Linked DNA regions of Anser cygnoides: region 2 is linked to region 1. Evidence: chromatin contacts called from public Hi-C data. All regions are on one chromosome and are shown on one strand. The core of a region is the stretch at or near the end of the contact, and the rest is flanking DNA. Distances in the headings are between cores, read along the strand shown. Region 1 holds the start of MAF (MAF bZIP transcription factor). Region 2 holds the start of NUDT7 (nudix hydrolase 7).

Evidence for each region. A called contact is a pair of places that touch in the nucleus more often than the background predicts.
Region 2: a contact with region 1 is called in a Hi-C map of liver, with 10 times the contacts expected there. The contact joins the promoter of NUDT7 here to the promoter of MAF in region 1. A contact is called at or near these places in 2 of 7 Hi-C or Micro-C datasets (both in liver).

Annotation. Positions count from the first base shown.
Region 1 is chr12:6,079,433-6,082,995 of Taihu_goose_T2T_genome, reverse strand. It overlaps MAF (MAF bZIP transcription factor), which reads right to left and starts at 2,026. Exons shown (of 3, transcript XM_048068884.2): 1 at 52-2,026. The coding sequence starts at 1,142.
Region 2 is chr12:6,879,344-6,882,668 of Taihu_goose_T2T_genome, reverse strand. It overlaps NUDT7 (nudix hydrolase 7), which reads left to right and starts at 1,894. Exons shown (of 4, transcript XM_048068914.2): 1 at 1,894-2,228; 2 at 2,597-2,750. The coding sequence starts at 1,909. ADAMTS18 (ADAM metallopeptidase with thrombospondin type 1 motif 18) reads right to left here and starts at 2,099. Exons shown (of 29, transcript XM_067004174.1): 1 at 1,965-2,099; 2 at 305-404. It also overlaps the pseudogene LOC106033262.

The DNA.
Region 1 (3,563 bases), core at 777-3,276:
CAACTCACACGGAGAACTTTTAGTTAAGGTGGCAAGGCTGTGGGCACTCACATGAAAAACTCTGGAGAGGAAGGGTTGTCGCTGCTGGATCCGTTTTCTCTGAAGCCATTGCTGACCAGCTTCTCGTACTTTTCCTTGTAGGCGTCCCTCTCCCGGACCAGCCTGGAGATCTCCTGCTTTAGGTGCTCCACTTGCTGCAGCAGCTGGTTCTTCTCCGACTCCAGGACGTGCCGCTGCTGGACCCTCTTGAAGCGGCAGGACTGGGCATAGCCCCTGTTTTTGAGGGTCCTCCTCTTCTGCTTCAGCCGGATCACCTCTTCCTTGCTGACGCCCCGCAGCTGCCGGTTGAGCTCCCGCACCGACATGGTGACCAGCTGCTCGTCCGAGAAGCGGTCGTCGAAGTGCAGGCCGCCTCCGCCGTGGTGCGGGTGGTGCAGCCCCCCGGCGCCCCCGCCGCCGCCGCCGCCGCCGCCGCCGCCGCCTCCGGAGCCGGCGGCCGACGAGGAGGAGGAGGAGGAGGAGGAGGAGGAGGAGGAAGGCGGCGCGCTGCCCGGCGCCGCGCCGTGGGGGTGCCCCCCGGCGCCGTGGTGCGGGTGGTGGTGGTGGTGGTGGTGGTAGTGGGGCGCGCCGCCCTGCGCCGCCGCCGCGGCGATCACCGCCGACACCACGGCGGCCGCCGAGCCCATCTCCTCGGCCGGCCCCGAGCCCCCGGAGCCGGCGGCCGCGGCCAGCTGCTGCCCTCTAGCATAGCCATCGAAGGCGCCGGGCAGCGGGTGGTGGCTGCTGTTGATGAGCGCCTCCACCGCGTCCTCCGGGCTGAAGCCCAGCGCCTCGGGGTTGAGCTGCTGCGGGTAGCCCGTCATCCAGTAGTAGTCTTCCAGGTGGCCCTTCTGGTCGCTGCCGGAGCCGGGGCTGGGCGCCGAGAAGCTGGGGGACGGGGGCACCGAGCTGCAGGGCGTGCTCATCGGGGTGGAGGAGAGCGAGCCCCCGGCGATCAAGCGGCCGCACTGGCTGATAATGCGGTCGGTCTCCACCGGCTCCTTTTTCACTTCAAACTTCATCAGATCGAAGTCATTAACATATTCCATGGCCAGGGGACTGGTGGGCAGGTCGGAGCCGCTCATTGCCAGTTCTGATGCCATCCTTTTGCTGCTGACAGTCCTCCAGAAAGGGTGCGCTCCGGGAGCGAGGGGACTGCTCTGAGTTGCCGCCGGGTGAGCCAGCTTGCTGCCGGGCGAGCTCCGCTCCGCACCGCTCCGCACCGCTCCGCACCGCTCCGCACCGCTCCGCACCGCTCCTCCTGCCGCTGCCTCTCGCCGCAGCCTCGGCTCCGGCTCCGCTCCGCTCCGCCCCGGCCGCTCTCGCTCCGGCTCCGCGTTATCCCTTGCAGAGTCTCCGCTGCTGCTGATGCATCAGAGCGAGGGGCTCTCGCTATTCGCCTTTTGCATAAAGGTTTTTTTTTTTTTTTTTTCCTCCTCTCTCTCTCTCTCTCTCTCCTCTCTCTCTTTTTGCAGCTTGCAAACTGCAGCTGGAAGTGTTAGCTGGTGTTGTTGCGAGTAAATCTCTTTTTTTTTTTTTTAGGTTCGGTTTGGTTATTTTTAACACTTCATGGTGCCTTTCCTCTGGGCTTTCTCATGCAAAGTGCAAAGCGAGGAGAGAGGTTCATCGGGGAAAGGAGGAGGGAGAAGAGACCGAAGACAAAAAAAAAATCAGAGTCGATATCGCAACCAAAATAATAACAATCATTAAAAAAAAAAAAAAAAAGGAGAGAGAGAGAAAAAAAAAAAAAAACACAACTCAACCCCAAAGCTACGGCAAGAAGATGAAAAATATTTTAAAGGTTTCATCCAGCAGGAGAGTTTAAAAGCATTGCAGAGTTTTATAGCGCTCCTGACGTCAGCCTCCGAATGGCAAATTGGCTGGGCGGGCGGCCCAATGGGCTGCCTGCAGCCGCCGGCATTAGCATAATAGTATAGAAACAAGGAAACTTTTCGGGGCTGTCAATCAGGGCGCAACCAGCTGACTGTCAGCTGGGAGCGCCGTAACCCCTTCCTGCCCGCCCCGCTCGCCGGGGACCGGGCACCGGGCTGGGGCCGCTCCGCCCGCCGGGACGCGCCGTCGGGTGCCCGCCCGGCTCCGCTCCGCTCCGCGCTGCCTTGCTTTGTCCTGCTTTGCTTTGTCCTGCTCTGCCCTGCTCTGCCCTGCTCTGCCCCGGGGTGAGGAGCCCCCGGGTGCTCCTGGCCGGCCGGGCACCCGAGGGCACCGGGGGGACTTGGCCCGGGGGCGTGCGGGGACTGCCCGAGGGAGGGGGCGGCTCCGCGGGGCTCCGCGGGGCTCGGCGGTGCTGCCGAGCGCAGCCGGGCTCCAGCCGGTGCCTGGTGCCGGTACCGAGACCCCCGGGCCGCCCCCCCCGCGGCGGCTCCCCCCTGGGTTTGCCGCTCGCTGCCGGCCGCGATCGTTCCCCGGCCGCCCCCAGCAGAGAGGTCCGAAAGCCCTGCAAGTTTGCAAGCCCCGCTCCCGCCGGCGCTCGGCCCGCCTGGCCGGGCTAATTAACGGGATACATCGCGAACTAATTGTCTTCCCTTTAGCCTCCCCTCCCGGTGCCCCCCGGCCGGGGCTGGAGGGGGAAGCCGTGCGAGCGCGGAGCGGGCTGCACCCGGCGGTGCCGAGCGGCGGCGGAGCGGCTCCGTTCAAACCTCGACAGCGCCATCTCTCGTCGAAAGGTCAGTGCCGAGGCCGTCCCCGGCCGGCGCCGAGCCGCGGGAGCCGAGCCGAGCCGTGCCGGGCCGTGCCGAGCCGTGCCGTCGGGGCCCCGCCGTCGGGGCTGGCCCCCCCCGGCCCGGCCCGGCCCGGCTCGGCTCGGTTGGGGTCCCCCCTCGGTCCCCCCTTGCGCCGGGGAAACCCGCAGCCTGTCGAGCTGCCAGGCTCGCTTTGCCGAGCGAGCTTTATGGGAATATCGATAGAATTAAAGTTACTTGTAATTCCGTGATAAATGAGATGTCTCTAGTAAGTAAGATTAAGTGCGGTGCTATAAAGTTGTTTATCTGAAAAGTAATTCTCAGAAACCTGACTTCTGACACTTGGTCATATATTAAACCAGCTTCTTGAACATTGTACTTCAAATCCTCCCTTCTCCCCTTGCCCGGTCCCTTCCCCCTCCGAGTTTGCTATTTATAACCGTGCACGGGGTATGACTTTGTAGGTGCAGGCAAGTCTCTGGGTAATTTTTCACCAACTGTGAAAATCATCATTTGCGATAGCCAAAGAATCTCTGCTTCGGAAATAATACTTGGCTAGTGGATTCACGAATGGATAACATCTTCTGACTATGCCATTATCAGTACGAGTGCCAGTACTAACATCTGAAAGTCATACAGCGTGTACTGTTCCTGGCAGTTAAAAAGGTAGGGCATACTGCAAATTTAGGAAGATAACTACATCTAGAAGTGATCGCAGAGGCAATCCTGTAAAGTTAAAAAACGCTACCGACGTCGCTAACAAAATTAAAACAGTTCTGCACAGCCTCACAATGCACACGCACAGAGAACCATGGACATCTGCTG
Region 2 (3,325 bases), core at 645-3,144, 800 kb before region 1:
GAGTTGCATTTTGTTACAAACATAGGCTTTGAAATTCCAGATAAGTTTGTGGTTGGATATGCTCTTGACTATAACGAATAGTTCAGAGATCTAAATGTAAGTACACAGAAGGGTGCTTTGACTGTTATGTACGTGAGTGTTAGCACAGATAACTAGCAGAAAATATTAGTTTCTACTAAGAGATTCTGGTCAATTAATAAAACTTCAAATCTGACTTGATGCCTCCATTAAAAGGGTGACAACATTATTAATATGCCAAGATGGCAGTTTAATGTAAATGCATGATAACTTGTTCATGCCTTACCTTTTTATGCAACTATTCTACAAGTCTTGTGGCCCAGCCTTCCTGTAAAGTATTTTGAATCCTCCGAGATGGTTTTCAGCATATAATCTGCTAGCCCCATCTGAAAAGAAAGTAACTTGCAATTTGGTTTTGATTTCATGTTTCTATTAGAAAAGAGCAGCATAAGATTTCACTAGTAAAAATTTTTAAATGGTAGTAGACTGGACTGTGTGTGAAGGTGTTTCCCACACTGTAAAGTATGTGCCTCAAGACCTTTTTCCTTTGTTCCATTATAGTCTCCCTATGCTGCACTGAGTAGTAAACAGACCCTGACAGAAAGAGTTGATCTTTTTTTTTTCCCCTTCCTACTGTTCAAAAGCATCTTCATAAATATGGCTAAGTGGAAAAGTGTCTCACTTGAAAGTCTTTAAGAAAAAAACAGTTCTGTAGAAGACACATAACAAATCTGCATTATTGTAAAGCAGTGTGGAGAAGGGCATGATAGATGAACAAAACTGGTCTCTTCCGGAATAAACAATTTCTCTGTGAATTAGATGAAATTTGAAGCCATATTAACACTTCAATTTTACAGCAAGTAGTAAAGTTGCAACCAAACTCGCAAAGCGTAATGTCTTAATTCCAATATTAGAACACAACCAGAAATAAAACTGAAAATAATTCTTGTGTTTACTTCAAAGGTACAGATTAATTGAAGTTGTACACTTTTTTTTTTTTTAGCACATCTGCATTCTGAAAGAGAGAGCCAAAGAGAAATATAAAAGCTAGTACTGTCAGACTTCTGGAGTAACAGTGTGTGGATGAATATGATAACCTACTACTCATGCCTGTTTCACTGAAGAACTGCATGTTCCTAAGGATACTCCTCTGTATATTTTTCCTATAATGATATGTGAAACAGCTTAAGAAACATGAATGCTTAAGTTTCAGTGAAACCTTAACAAAATGTTGGCCGTAAAATAGATATTATATTCCATTGGAATCATAGGAAATAGAGCCAGGACATGCACATGTGTATATAATTACGTCTGGGTTTTTATTTACTATAATAAGTAACACATCATGCATATTGTATAAAAACTGTAGTTACTTAAAATATATACACCTGGATAACAGTGGAAAAAGTAACCATCAAGGTAATTAAAGTGAGATTAGTACTTAAACATTCCATGTCAGCTTATGTGCTGTTTGTTTTTATTGTTTGCAGAGGGAAGAGGTCTCACGTTCCTCACACGATTGTGACCTTAGTTGAAATTCAGGAAACAAATTATTAGCTGTTAAGACTGGTGATAAACCATTATCGCATGAAAATACTTCAGCGAGCCACCTGTTTGCTCCTAATGAGAACTGGCAGTTATACTGCCCAGACACTGCAACAACGTTGAGATGCTCTCTGACACCGCATTGTTTCTTTCCTACAGTAAACGATTGGAACAGGCTGGGAGACCTTATTTCTTTGCTTTTGTGTACCTAAGCACTAAGCTAACAGTCTGTGCTTAAGAGGTTTTGCTGATGCCCCGCAGCTTTTAGCAAAGCCCTAGGCTACAGCTAAGAAGCCTGACGGGTCAGTGGTGCTTTCAAGGGGCTCCTGAGGGCTGGGGACTGTCATGTGTCACATTACCACCTCCTTACACCTGGCAGAGGAGAAAACCAGCGCCCTTACCCAAAGCACGGAAGGGGGGCGGCACCGCCTTCTCCCCTCTGAGAGAGGGTGGAGGCGCTGTCCGGCGGGGCATGACGCCGAGCCTCCCCCGGCTTTCTGCTTTTCCCAGCGGGAGGATACGGGTGTCAGCTGCCCATGCCCGGGGCAGTACACGCCTGGGAAGCTGTCGTCGCCCGCCCCGGCCGTGATCCTCCGTGCAGCCGCCCGGCCGAGCCCCGCCATCAGCGCCCCCCTCCGGCCACAAAATGGCCGTCCGCCCCTGAGGTAAATCCCAATTTGCCGCTCGGCCTGCCCTCTGCCAATCAGAAGGCGGAGCCCGGCGGGCGCGCGCGCTGATTGGAGGGAGCGGCCGTCGGTCAGTGGGGAAGGGCGGGGAGAAGGAAAGGGAAAAGGCCGCTGTCGGGGGGGCAGACAAAATGGCGGCTGCGGAGACGGAGGAGGAGGCGGAGGGGAGGTAGCGGCCCTCCGCAGCCCGGCCCCGGCGAGGGGGGTGCCGCAGCACGAAGGATGGGAGCGGCGGGCTGAGGGGGGCTCCCTGGGCCTGCTGAGAGGGGAAGGTGCCGGCTGCGAGTCGGTGTCGCAACCTCCGGGCTTGCCCCGGGGCGCCGCAGCGTGTGTGTGTTTGCTTCCAGAGAATGCCCGAAAGGGGAGGCGAGGCGCCGCCTGAGGGAGCTGGATGTGGCCGACAAGTTCTCCCGCTTGCCGCTGCCCAAAGCCTCGGTGCTGCTGCCGCTGGTGGTGCGGGCCGGGCGGCTGTGCTTGCTGCTCACCATGCGGGCCCCGCAGGTGTGTGTCCGTGCTCTGCCCTCCCTGTAGGTGGAAGGCACCCATGGGTGCCCTGGGGACAGCCCCCGGTCGGTGGGGTGGTAGCAGATGGCTTCCAGGTCAGAAAAAGAGGGGGTTATGCTGTTTGTTGTGGCTTAAGTGAGAAAACTGAATGGTACGTGGTTCTTAACAATGCGACTTTTGAATCTGCATTTAATATTTAATTAATAGTAATAAATAATATTTGATAGTACTCTCTTCTTTTAGATAGGAAAGGCAGCACTTTGTGTCTCCCATCACTCTTTTGCCAGCATTTTATCTTTAAAAGCCCTCTTGGTGTTTTGATTTTTGCTGAAAATTTGATGCTTTTGGTCATGCATAGAGAATTTAAAACCCTAATAGTTACAGTTGCTTAGTTGATTTAAAAAATGTTGTAAATGGGCTTTTTTCTGGCCTTTGATGAACAAACCCATTAATAGAATGTATGTAAAGGTATGGTATTTAAGTATGTATGTTCTTTTAACTTGTGTTAACAACTTGACGAGTGAAATTGATTCATCTGTCAATCTCTTTTGCAAGCAAGATGAAAAACATTC